Linked DNA regions of Sus scrofa: region 2 is linked to region 1. A link is a contact called in public HiChIP or PLAC-seq data. All regions are on one chromosome and are shown on one strand. Each heading gives the region's core, a stretch centred on a gene start, on an enhancer-like site or on the middle of the called end of the contact. The rest is flanking DNA. Distances are from core to core; before and after follow the strand shown.

Evidence for each region. HiChIP or PLAC-seq counts read pairs in DNA pulled down with a chosen protein or histone mark.
Region 2: an H3K27ac HiChIP or PLAC-seq map of alveolar macrophages shows a contact between it and region 1. The contact joins the promoter of PLXNA1 here to the promoter of MCM2 in region 1. A contact is called at or near these places in 2 of 47 Hi-C or Micro-C datasets (fetal heart ventricle and liver) and 1 of 2 datasets of contacts at active chromatin or transcription factors (alveolar macrophages).

What each region holds. Positions count from the first base shown.
Region 1 is chr13:72,648,793-72,655,926 of Sscrofa11.1, reverse strand. MCM2 (DNA replication licensing factor MCM2) reads left to right here and starts at 4,657. Exons shown (of 16, transcript XM_003483239.4): 1 at 4,657-5,365; 2 at 5,997-6,229. The coding sequence starts at 5,360.
Region 2 is chr13:73,095,092-73,101,477 of Sscrofa11.1, reverse strand. PLXNA1 (plexin-A1) reads left to right here and starts at 2,692. Exons shown (of 32, transcript XM_021069450.1): 1 at 2,692-2,768.

The DNA of each region.
Region 1 (7,134 bases), core at 3,408-5,907:
CAATCAGATCCTGGGGGCGGGGCATACCGCCGACCTCTTAAAGAGACAGAGCTCGGGTCGTACAGAGACTGGAAGCGGCTGAGTCGCGCCCGGAAAGGGGTGGGTGGACGGCCCAGGCTAGGGACGCAGCCGACTGAGACGCAAGGGGTCCAGTCCGCAGCGGTTCGCCCCTGCGCCGTCCCTTCCACCGTCGGCGCCGACCGTCTGGGGATGAGCCTCCACAGCAGCCTTCGGCCTGGTGACCTCTGGTCCAGGGGGACAACCCCTGCGCGAACCCGTCGCGTCCCCGCGCACTTGCCCACGCGGCCACGGCCCGCGCCATCCTGCAAGGCGGCTGTTATTAGTCGCGTTTCACAGAGAACTACCGGAAGCTGAGACGTTAAGTACTTACCTGAAGCCTCAGGACCAGGAAGTGACAAAACCCAGACCCCTGGTGTAACCCACCTGCTCTCACCTATAATACCTCTTCAGGCAGCCTCCCCCCCGGGGAGCTTTCTAGAATTGCCGGTTCTTGCCCTCCTGCGTCTCTGCTGTGCCCACTCTTCTTTTTCCCAGGGCTTTGCATGCTCTGGCCCATCCTGCCTCTGTGTCCTCATCCCTCCCACCGCTCCTCACTCAGTGCTCAAGCCCCACTGGTCCCTGTTTCTCTTCCTTGAATACACCTAACTTGTTCCTGCCTGTGGGTCTGCACCTGTCCTTACTTGCCTGGCTCCTGTCACATGACCCCCCCCCCCACACACACACACATCCTTGACACCCTAGCCAAAGTAGCTGTCCAGTCTCTGTCACGGAGCCCTTTTATTTCCTTCTCAGTGTTACCCAAAAACTGGGTTTGCCTCTTGGTGGGTGTTGAGTGGAAGCACACCACCAAGGCAAAGAGCTGGAGAAGGAGGAACTTATTACTTGCAGCAAGTAAGGAGAACGTCAGGGATCCTTCCCAAAGCCTGCCTCCCCAGACAGCAAACTTGAAACTTTAAGCTAAGGGAACGTGAATACTCCTGAAGGGCTTGGGCGGTCCAGGCTTTAGTTGACTGAAGTCACAAGTGTCCAAAAAAGTCAACATTAGTCAACACCTCAATTTTTTAGGCTCCAGTTAATCTGTTGGGTTGAGCGCTTCAGGCTAATTTTTACTATTGAATCAGAACAGGAATTTTTGCAACTGACCTATTATCTTGCTATTGTTACTTTTTTTTTGGCTTTTTTAGGGCCACACTTGTGGCATATGGAGGTTCCCAGACTAGGGGTCAAATTGGAGCTGCAGCTGCTGGCTTACACCACAGCCAGAGCAACACAGAATCCGAGCCACGTCTGCAACCTACACCACAGCTCATGGCAACGCTGGATCCTTAACCCACTGAGCAAGGCTAGGGATTGAAACTGTGTCCTCATGGATGCTAGTCACATTCATTAACTGCTGAGCCATAGTGGGAACTTTCTTATTACTTTCTTGCCTGGTAACAGTTTGTTTCTGTGTTTTGTTGCTTTAAGATCACTAACTACTGAGGGCAAGCTCTGTGACCAGACTTAGATCTCAAAATAACTAAGGGCAAAAAACAGTCTCTGGGTTTTTTGGCCACCCCTGCAGCATGTGGAAGTTCCAAGGCCAGGGATTGAAGCCAAGCCACAGCAGCGACCTGAGCAGCTCCAGTGACCATGCCAGATCCTTAACCTACTGCTCCACAAGGGAACGCCCCAAAATGGCTTCTCTTATGTCAAGAGAGTGTGCCTGGTTCTCTTTCTCAGGGAACCCCATATCCTGTCTGTTTACACCAGCACAATCTCTCTCCTATGATTATATTCATGTAGTCACTTCCTAGCTCATTATTTGCTCCCCCTGCCAAGAGAATGTCAGTGTTAGGAGCACAGAACCATGCTTATCACATTCTCTGATCATCCTGAGGCTGACTCAGTGCCTGGTGCAAATTGTAGGCACCCGCTTATCACAGCAAACCCAAGATACACACCCCACCTTCACAGCTGGGCAGGAATGAGACTGGGCTCTGGCCTTCACCTAGCTCCTGTTCTTACCCAGCAGAAGATGAGGAAGCCACCACCTTGTGACCATCTGGACTTTCCCTGCCTGGACCTCTGTCAGCATGCAGTTTCTGTATCAGCCAAGAAGGCTGTGCTCTATGCGGACACCTGCCTTCCTGAATGGGCAGCTCCTACAATTTCTGCCAGGAGGTTACATGCATCGCCCCCCTGCTCACTTAAATTGGCAAAAACAAGTCATGAGCCACTTCTGACCTGCAGGGGCAGGAAACTTTCCTGCCACCTGTGCCAGGAAGGAGGAGAAATGGAGCACTGGCGACTAGGCCGAATCACTGCCCTCCATTTTTGTTTTTTGAGACAGTACAAACTCTTTGGGGCAGGGTGGGGGGAGTCTGCTCTGACTATTGCACAGTTCTGCATTTTGTACTCTGACTATGGGCCCTACACACAGGTTTATTTGGGGAGTAACAAGGATGCCTAATTTTGCCCCCTCCCTTCAGGGCAGAGTGCTTCCTCACTGCAGCAAACACACACACACCCCCACACACAGGACAGAGCATGACATCAGTGAACTTCTGTGAAAGGTGTTCAGGAGTCATGGCTCAGTGGTAACAAATCCGACTAGTATTCAAGAGGACAGGCTTCCATCCCTGGCCTCACCCAGTGGGTTAAGGATCCGGCATTGCTGTGAGCTGTCATGTAGGTCACAGACTCAGCTCAGATCCCACATTGCTGTGGTTGTGGTTGTGGCAGCTACAGCTCCAATTTGACCCCTAACCTGGGAACTTCCATATGCCTCAGGCATGGCCCTAAAAAGACAGAAAAGAAGGAAGGAAGCATGGTTTAACCTATAAAGGTCTGACTCCCAGGTTCTGTCCTTGCCCTGGCCAGGCTGGTGGTGATACTCACCAGGCATGGCTGACTGGAGGACATGCTGCTGCAGAACTGGGCTCCTTGATAGCAGTGGGAGCCCAAATAATAGATACAAATGGTTGGGCTCAGCCAAGGGGCCAGGAGTCAGAGACACCCAGCCAAGCCATGCCCACTTCCAGATCTGCAGACAAGGTAGTTGTTTTAAGCTGTCAGATTCCAGGATTGTTTGCTGCATGCAGTGTCATGAACCATCTCTTCTCTGGCTTCTCCCTCAGCAGCTCTCAGGCTCCTAGCTCCTGCCAAACTCCCTTTGTCAGTTTCCTTAACTGTTAGGGTTTCCTGAGTCCCTAGCCTGGGCCACTGTCTCCTCTTGCTTCACTCACTCTCTGGATTATCCATCCACTCCCCTCCCATGGCAAATGCAGCTCAGCTCAAAGGCCCTCAAGAGCCTCAGACCTGAATATCTAGTGGCCTCCTGGTTATCTCCACCAAGGATCCATGCTCAACATAGCCAGAAGCAAGCACATCCTTCCTTCCTTCCTTTCCTTCCTTCCTTTTCCTTTTTTTCTTTTTTTTTTTTTTTTTTTTTTTTTTTTTTTGCTTTTTAGGGCTATACCTGTGGCATATGGAAGTTCCCAGGCCAGGGTCGACTTGGAGCTTTAGCTGCAGGCCTACACCACAGTCACAGCAATGTGGGATCTGAGCTGTGTCTGTGACCTACACCACAGCTCATGGCAACACCGGATCCTTAACCCACTGAGCAAGGACAGAGATGGAACCTGCATCCTCATGGATACTAGTCAGATTCATTACTGCTGAGCCACGACGGGAACTCCCAAGCGCATCCTCTTTCCTCTCAAACTAACTTGTCCTCCTCCTGCATTCCCCATCTCAGGCGGCACCATCACCCACCTAGTCTCCTAAGCCAGAATCTGCTGTCATCTGGGGTGCCTCCCTTCTGCTGGCCTCAACCAATAGACTCCATCTCCTGAATGCCCACTCCTTATCCTCATTTCTGCCCCTACCCTGGGTCCCATCCAGAGAGTTGCCCAGCACACAAAAGTGCCTGGCAAGAGAGCTGAGATCCATTCCTGTCTGCTCACCTGCCCTAGCCCTAGCTTCCTGACCTGGAGGAAGAATCACAGCACAATCTTCCCTCTGTATCCTTGGGGGATTGACCTCAAGCTACGTGCAGACACCAAAATTCAAGGTTGCTCAAGTCCCTTATACAAAATGGCTGGTATTTCCATATAACCTTGGAATATCCTCCTGTATACTGCCATTTATAGACTACTTATACTACCCAATATAATGTAAATATTATGCAAATAGGGATAAACACACTATAAATACTATGTAAACTGTTACGTGCATACACATCAAGCTTTGATTTTTGAAACTTTCTGGAAAAAAAATTTTTTGATCTTTTTTTAGGGCCACACCTGTGGCATATGGAGGTTTCCAGGTCCAATCAGAGCTGTAGCCACTGGCCTACACACCAGCCATAGCAATGCCAGATCTAAGCCACATCTGTGACCTACACCACAGCCCACAGCATCACCGGATCCTTAACCCAATCAGCGAGGCCAGGGATCAAACCCTCAACCTCATGGTTCCTAGTTGGATGCGTTTCCGCTGCACCACAAAGGGAAATTCTGGAAAATAAATGTAAAAATTTTCCAGCCACCCCTTGCTTGACTCTGTGGATGTAAAACCCCCCACCCCACCCCTACCCTGGCGGCAGCCTGAGGAATTCTCCTAAAACCCCACTGAGTCCTCTTCCCACCCTGCTCAACTCCTTCTGTGGCTCTTTTCTGCTCTCAGAGCGCTCCAGCTTCCTAGAAAGACTTGGCCATCTTTTGTGACTTGGGCTCTCCAACCTCAAATCCTGTCCCAGCATCACAAGCTTTTTAACTGGAACCAGGGAACTGCTTGCAGATCCCCATGGCGCTGTGCTCTCCACATCTCTGTCCACGAGGTTTTTTCTACCCGGACACCCCTCGCCCAGCATCCTGGCTCCCTTGGGAGGATAACCCCCATCAGAACATCACACGTGGCCTCCTGCAAACCCAGGCCTTTCGGTGGTTGAAGGATTCAGCCTGAGCTTCCGGAGAAGTTGACATACACAGTAAAAAGACCTCAGAAAACAAGCCTCTGAGCCTCCGTTGCCTCGTCTGTAACACAGGCCACAAAGGAGCCAAGCCACAGGGCGACCGAAGTCACGAAGCTGGCAGGTGGGGCTTCTTGCCACTCACCCTAGACAGCCGGAAACAGCTGAAGCTCCTACAGCTGAGCTGGTTCCTCAGCCCAGAGCGCAGGGTGGGCGTGGGCGGGGCCCAACTCTCGGGCCCGCCCCCGAGCTCCGCCTTGACGAAAATGGACGTTGACGTCATGACGTAGTGCTCCGCCAGACGCTTTCCCGGGCGTTGCGGTCACGTGGGCCATTTTCGCGCGAAAACTGGTTGTTCCCGGCGGAGCCGAGTGCGGTGCTGCAATGGCGGTGAGCGTGGCGCGGCGCGGCGCAGGGTCTGCCTTTCTCCCGGGCGGGAGTGCGGGGCGCGCCTCTCGCTCCCGGCCTGGTCTGCTCTCCGCTTGCGGTTGCCCCAGGCTAGGCGCGGAGTTAATTCTCCCGCTACTCCCGTGGCGCGGGTCTGCTGGTACTGCGGGCCCGCACTTGGGATCCCGCGCCCCGGCCCAGCCAGCTCTCTCGGGCCCTCCTTATCGTACTGGTTTTTGTCCGCAGTCTTGTCTACTGCCTGGCCCTCCAGCAATCTGAGTTTCAGACCTTTGAGGTGGCCGCACTCGTTATCCGTCTCCCACGGCAGCTTCTGGTGCACTGGGTGCTCAGATGGGTGGGAAGCGTGCTGGGGGAGGAGTCTTTGGTAAACAGGATCAGGTGAAAGATGAGGTGTTTTAGGAAGGGGTCCTTGAGTTGGTCGCCGCGTGGAGAAGCCATTGGCTCAGAGAAAGTTCCAGGCCGAGGGAATGGAAAGTGTTAAGTCTTAAGGCTGGATGGGTTTGTAGTGTTGGAGGACAGGGTCACTATGGAGAAGAAGGCCCTCTTGGTGAGGAGGGCCAGGGTACAGGAAGCTGGTTGGTCCTCACCACCTCCAACCCATCTCCTCTTGCAGGAATCATCTGAGTCCTTCACGGTGGCGTCCAGCCCTGCCCCGCGTCGCCGAGGCAGTGATCCTCTCACCTCCAGCCCTGGGCGAAGCTCTAGGCGCACGGATGCCCTGACCTCCAGCCCTGGCCGAGACCTTCCTCCTTTTGAGGATGAGTCAGAGGGACTGCTCGGCACGGAGGGACCCTTGGAGGAGGAGGAAGAGGATGGAGAGGAGCTTATCGGAGATGGCATGGAGAGGTACTGCGTTCAAGAAAGTTCTCAACAGAATTTTGCAGGGGGTCTGCTGTGTCTGGGCCCCTGGGAAGCCTCCTTCCCTTTGACCACATCTTGGCCCAGGGTCTGGGAGAGGCAGATAGGTTCATTGAGCCACAGTGTACGTCCATGTAACTTGCTGTGTCTGACTTAGACTAGACCCTAAGCCTGGGTAAGCCCCAGTTTCATGAGATGTGCACTCCAGGGGGCACAAGGGATCCCTTATCTGAGGTCACATGGGGGCCTCGACTAGGAAGGACAGGAAGCAGGCAGCTAAGAGTTTGCAACTTCAAAGAAACTGTGGGGAGGTGGGGGGGCTGATTTATTAATATTTAGGTTGAATTCATCAAAATTTATTGTGCCTGATCCGTACCAGGCGCTGTACTCCCAGTTATCAGTAAACATACAAACGGTGTACTAAAGCTTTTCGAGGCTTAATGCTGAGACTGGGGTAAAGCTGTGTGAGTGAGCTGGATTGAAGTCCACTGCTGCTTTACCTGTGTTTACAACCAGGATCTGGTCTGTGCATGAGCAGTAGGATTATCTGAGCCTCTGAGATTCTGCTTGGGGGCCCTTTTAGCTCTGACTCAGGAGTTCTAAACTTGGTGTGTATGAGAGTACTTTTCAGGCCATCCCTCATTTCCAGGGGAGTGCCCCTTGGGGGCATCAGAGGCACCTTCATCTGGACCATTTGCATGTTTGCTTTAGGCTCCATCATCCCAGATGAGGAGCCTAGGTGTGCAACACTGGCCCGACTGGAAGGAGTGAGGCGTCTGGACAAGTCAGCCCTAAGCAGCTTCCCTGTTGTGCACTGTGGGGTTGTTAAGGCAGGATGCCCATCCCAGCTGCCACTTGAGAGTGCACCCCTCTCTGCTTCTCTTTTCCTTCCC
Region 2 (6,386 bases), core at 1,443-3,942, 450 kb before region 1:
AGCCGAGTCACAGACATGCAGAAGCGAGGCAGGAACACTGGAGGTTTGGACAGGCCCTCCTTCCCCAAAACCCCCTGTTAGGTCTATTCTGTTTCTAGGAATTGTTCCCACTGCCCTGTACCCTGAGCTGCAAGGGCAACAGAAGTGAAACCCACACAGGAAACCCAAGGAGGAAGAGCCCAGCGGCCGGTGACTCACTTCCCTCCATGTGAGGTGGGATGCAGAGCCCTTGAGCCACAGTGCCTGTGAACCCCGGCTCTGCACCCCCTCCCACCTGCATCCATCCAGATCCCCCAGCTCTGGACCCCCTCCCCACCTGCACCTGGCCAGCCTCCCTGGGTACAAGGACTCACTGCAGGGCTCTTCAGAGCAACAATAATTTGCCATTTTTTGCTCCAACCAACTGCATGTTGGGGTCTCCGCCCTGTGTCCCTCCCTGTTGGATTGTGGCCTTTCCTTGATTCTTGGGAATTTCTTCTATGTCTTTTGTCAAGTGTATGTGTTGCAAATGTCTTTTCCTAAATTTTGGGTTATTTTGATACTTCCTCTTGTAACATATTTTATTGGAGTTAGTTGATTTGCAATGTTGTATTAGTTTCAGGTATATCTTCTTGTAACATTTAATGAACAAAAATAACCAATCTGAAGGTAATCAAATGGCCCATGTTCTCCATTCTTTACTTTTGATGCCTAGTTGGAGAACTCCTTTCCTGGCCACGTTCACAGTCTGCTCTGCTGTCTTCCAAAAGCCTGCTAGCCTTTATCCCTCATTCGGGCCTGCCGCACCTGGAGTTGATGTCCTCCTGTGTGGTGCTGAGCATTACCTGAGTAGACTTCCTTCCTGGAGTGGATGGAAGGTCATGGGAGCAGGAGCGAGGGATGTAGTGGGGTGGAGGGAAGTGATGTGATCGGGAATAAATTTTCAGAGAGAATCCACAGGGCCGGGGGAGGTGGGGGCTTCTGGTTGGGCAGCTTCAGGACAAGAGGGTGCCAAGTTGGCCCAGAGCCTAGGGAGATGGGGGCCTGCACCTCAAAGCAGAGGCCCCGGCTCCTGGGGAGTGTTGAGCAGTGTGAGAAGGATCTTGAGTGGTTCCTTCCTTGGTGGCCTCGCCAAGGACAGGTGGGGACAGGACTGGAGAATGTAGAGAGCAGGGATTGGCATTTTCTCAGGCCGGCTATGGTTGTCACAGTCATGCCTCCTCACTGCAGCTCTGCCACAGGATTTCCAATGGCCATCTTTGGGATGGGAAAACGCGAGGCTCCAAAACAGGTGGGACTTGCCGTGTTAATCAGTCAGGTGAGTGGGCTCAGGATCCAAGGGGAAGGAAGGGCCCTAAGTGTGTGTGTGTGTGTGTGTTTTGTAGCGAGGGTCAGCTTCCCAGCCCTGCTATCAACCTGCTGGGAACTTGGGTCAGTCACCTCCCCTCCCCCGGCTCTTTTTACACATCATCGCTGAGCCAGGTAGGGCCAGGACTACCTTAGTGCGGGTTGAATGAAATAGTAGAAAGAACTTTTGAAGAAGTTGCTTGCCTTCGTTCTGGGACACGCAAATTGAAGCCACAATGAAAAGCCAGTGCATCCCAGCAGATGGGCAAAGACTCAAAACAGAGTTAGGACTGGGAGAGCGGGGACCCTCCCACACCACAGCTGGTAATGTAAAGCCCGGTGGTCACTGAAGGAGACTGTTGGGCTATGCGCCAAAAATACACGCACACATCCCTGAGCAGCCCAGCGCCTGCACAAGACGACCACTCAGCTCCAGGCGCGGCCCCAAGGGGGGCGGAGTCGGTCAGCAGAAGAGGGTCAGCACACCTGCCAGGGCCAGGGCCGCAGAGCAGAGCGAAAGGCCCGTCTGCCTGTGAGCCACTCGGCCGCTGGGCCCTCACCGCGCAGACCTCCCCACGACCTCAGATGAACACAATGTCCCGACAAACCGGGCACACCGGGAGCGTGGAGAAGTGGCCGGCCCCACAGGAAATGGGGACGATCAGCTCAGACACCAGGACACGGCTGCACAGGGCAGGACAGGGCTACCCCGGGTCTGCCGAGGTCCCTCCCCTGCGGGTCCCCGCCCGGATCGTCGCATATCCCGCGGCCTCCCCACGCCCCAGCTCGTCCTCACGCAAGACCCCAGCCCTTTGGCTGCTTCTGCCACCTCGCCTCCTCTCGGCCCCGCGCGCCCGCGGCTTCTCGGCGCAGCACCTTCCGGCGGCTCTCCCCGGACCTAGTGCTCCCTCGCCCGCCGGCTCGGCCCCATGACCGCCTGCCCAGTGCGTCCCACGCCCGGCCCTAAGCCCAGCCCTCCGGCCTCTTCCCGGACCCCCTGAGGATCCCTGGCACGGACTGCCGTCCTCGGCCGCAGCCGCATCAGGGGCCGGGCTCCAGGGCAGCTCCTGGTGGCGGCGTCGCCCTTTGAAGCCAGCAGTGGGCCAGGGCGGGCGGCGAGGACGGAGCGCCCCCTGGAGGCAGCTGCCAACTCCGCCCCGCGCGGGCCCCGCCCCCGCGCAGGCCCCGCCCTGCCCCGGCCCGCTCGGGCTACGCATGCGCGCGGCGCTCCGCGGGCGGCGAGAGCGAGGCCGGTCCGCATCCGCGCGGCTGGCGCCCCATTCATGCTGGGCAGCGGCGGCGGCCACGCAGCGGAGCCCGGGCGCGGCGGCCTCGGCCTGGGCGGCCTGCGCGGCTTCGGCGGCCCCGCGGCGGGGCGGGGCGGGCGGCAGCGCGGGCAGTGGGCGGCGATGGCTGGCGGCGGGCGCGCCCCGGGGAAGCCCGTGAGTAGGGGCGCAACTTTCCCCGTGGCGGGGCGGGTGGGGGTCCATTGGGGTCCGGTGGGGGTCTCGCAGGGGTCTGGGCACGGGACAGCCTTGGGCCGAGGTCCAGGCGTGGGACGGCCTCCGCAGGGTTGCGGCCGGGCGGGGGGCGCGCGGGGGCTGCGGCGCGCGTAGCCGCGCCCCCGCGTGTCCGCGGCCCCGCGTGTCCCTGCGGCTCCGGACCGGTTCACGCGTGTCCGGGCGCGGCCGCAGCTCAGGCGCCGAGCCTGCGCGTCCCCGCCAGGCCAGGATGGGACCCTGCCTGCCGCGCTCCCGGGGCCGCGCCGCCTCCACCGGGCCGGGCGGGGAGAAAGTTCGCGGCGGACCCGCCGGGAGGGCCCTGCGGCCGGGCCAGGCCGGCGGACCACGCCGGATCTCCGGCGCCGGCAGGCCCGCGGGGCCGGAGTGGGCGCCGGTTCGCCCAGGCCCGCAGGCCCGCGTCGGCTGGGAGGGGCGGTGCGCCAGCCGTGAGCAGGGCCTCCTCGCTGCCCCGCGCGGGGCCTCTCCAGGGTCAGCCGCTTCTCGCGGCCACTCCGAGGGCTCCTGCGCGGCCCCGGGCCTGGTGGGCGGTGGGGGTGGCGGCGGCGGGGAGCGATCGAGCGGCCTCAGGGAGGGGAACGTGGCTCCGGGAACCCCCTCCCGCTTTGAGACCCCATGGCAGCTCGGGAAGGGGGCAAGAGGGGCTCCGGTGGCTGCTTAGAGCCTGAAGCTGCCCCTGGCTCATCTGTGGGGTGTTGGGGCCACGCCCCTTGAAAGAAAGGGGTGTGTGTGTTGGGGGACGTGGACCGATCCTCTACCCCTGAGTCTGGGCTCTGGCGGTGCGGCCCTAGGCACTGCTCCACCTCCTTGGAGCCCAGGCCAGTTCTCTGGGTTTGCCGGGGGTGGGGCTGCGCCTTTGCTTCTCTAGCCCGGAGCATGCCCCAGGTCCCTTGGCGCCCTGCTGGTTTGGGGTGTGCTGGAGAGACCAGGTGTTGTGCCAGGCCTCCCGGAGTCTGCCCTGTCCGTGCCAGAGGTGAACGCGGAAATCAGTGATTCCCTTCAGGGCCAGGCAGCAAGTCAGCCTGGGAAGGCCAGGGAAGGGCATTCGGCAGAGGCCTGGTGAGCCCAGGTGACTGAGGTGGGTGCTTGGGGGTGGGGGTGGGGGCTGTGGACAAAGCAAATAGCCCTTTGCTGGCTCCTGGTGGGTGGTGTAGCCCCTCCCCACCTCCAAGGTCCTTGAGTCTAGAGCATCTGGCCTGGAGGAACTGGCCTCAGGGAAGGCCCGGTGCAGGCACTTTTTCTGAGGAGCAGGACTCCATTGCCCCCAGATCCTAGTCCCACATGATGCCTGGAGGGGGAGCAGGTGGTTCCGACCACCTCCTGGGGCCTCTGTTGGGGAAGGAGGGGTGACAGGCACACCTTGGCCCTGATTGCTGACAGGGTACCACTGGGTAGGACAGCTGTGTCCTCCTCTCCCACACCCCAACCTATGCAAGCCCCACAGGATCCAGGGCTGGGGGTGCACAGGCTGGGGGCTGTCTCTCTTTGAAGAGGCCTCTGAGGGCCTTTGTTTCTCAGGGCGAGGGGTGGTGGTGGTGGCTGCTGGGGTGGAGAGGGGAAGAGGGAAGGGGCTGCCACTCTCTACACTCTGCTGGATGGCTGACCCGTCCTGTGCAGAAGTGAAGCCTGCCGTATCCTAGCCCCTCTCCCTGCTCTCCTCTGATGGGGACACCAGTCTGGTTCTGATGGATTGGGCTGGCCCAGCCCACTTCCCATGCCGGTGCTGCAGTCACTCCTGCTCCCCTCTGCATGTCCAACAGCTTCCACCTCTGGCCTCAGCTCTTGCTGCTCTGCACCCCAGATGCCCCTCCCCGTCCTCCTAGAGCAGGTGGATGCCTCCCAGACCAGGCCCGTGCTGTTCCCTCCCAGCCCAGAGCTCGCATCTGTTGGTGCTCCCCTCCCCCAGCCCAGCATGGGCCTCCCCAGCAGAGGCTTTGGAATGAATGCATTTTTTCCCTGGGCAGACCGGAGGCCTGTGGGAGTCCAGGTCTCTGTAGGAGTGTTCATAACTAGCGGGGTGACCTTGGGTCCATCCAAGCCCCGGCCCCGTTCCTCTTCAGTGGGGGAAGTCACCCAAAAGTCTTCACTGGTCTCTGTGAGGTGGAGGTCCCAGGACCTAGCCCTGGGCTCTGGTCCCCCTTTCCTGGTACAGCCCCACGCCCCTAGCTGGCCTTTCAGGCAGGGCAGCTCTGTTGGGGGAGGGGGAGTGGGCCCTGGGCCAGGCTGGAGTTTGGATGGGGCTTTTTCAGCTGGGTTCCTCCTGTTTAATAAAAAAAGTAGGGCCCGTAATTTCATTAAGACGTGTATAATTATCCGGAGGAGGGGAGAGCCCAGCCCCTGGTAATTGCAGGCCTGCTTTGAACTGATAAACGGTGAGTGATTCATGCTTTCTTTGGAGTTCTCAGTGCTCAGCCGAGGCCCCACTGCCACCCTGTCCTCTAGCTCCTGCTCTGCCTTGGGATCCTAAGCTGGGGGCAGGGGCTGGGGCTCCTCTGCCTGCTGCCTGGGAGGTCCCAGCAGCCATAGTTTGGGGGGATTCTGGGCGGGGATCCTCAAGGAAGGCAGCCGACAGCCTGCTGGGAGGGTCCTGGGGCAGCAAGCCTGGTTCCCTGGCTGTGGGTTGCTGAGTGTCAGTCTCCCCAGCAGTGCTGTGGTTTTTAGGGGCGGAGGGTGTGTGGGAAGTGAGGACAGGGTGAAGGAACAGGTCCCGTTCTGCCCAGTACCCAGTTTTTTTGGTCTGTTCATTCATTCACAAGTGCTGGTCCTGGGGCCAGCCTCCAGGATTCAGCTGGAAAGTGTAGAGCTGGGCCCTTACTCTCGCGGAACTCCCTTTCCCGTTCTGGTGGGGAATGTCTGGGAACAATATGTCATGCAACCTTTAGCAAGTGCAGAGCCACCAGTTAACGGGGTGACTGACAGGAGGAGTGACTGCTGCCTTTGGCCAGTGTCAGGAGGCAGCAGAGGCCTCAGGGCAGTGGCCAGGGAGGCCAGAGGGTCCCTGTGCCACAGGGGCACACATGGAGGCCCAGGTGCCTCTCCATCCAGCCCCAGCTTCCCCACCTATAAAATGAAGGGTGTGTGCAGCGCCCCATTTCCATCCAGGGGTGGAGGCTCCCACATCTGGGGATGTGACTAGCCATGGCCCCTGCTGCACTGAGAGGGCATCCCAACCTTCCCCCTTTCTTCGGGGAAAGCAGCTGTGGGCCTTACCTAGCAGACATGGGGAAACCGAGGGTGGGGAAGAGGAGTGACCCTGTTGCAGCCACATGGCTGCAGAGCAGTGGAGCCTATGATTAACCTGGTGTCTGACTGCCAGCTCCTGGGCTATAGGGAGATGAGACTATTTGAGAAGTGGGGCCTGGCAGGATTAGGGGCTGGTGACCTCAGCATGGGGTTGGCTGGGGTAGGGATGGCGTGTGGGAGATGCACCCGGCCTGGTTCCTGGAGAAGTCCTCAGAGGGCTGGGTGGGGGCTGGGCTGAGGTCAGCCAGGGAGTGGCCCCAGGGTTGATACGCATAGCCCGAGAGGTCTGCATTATGA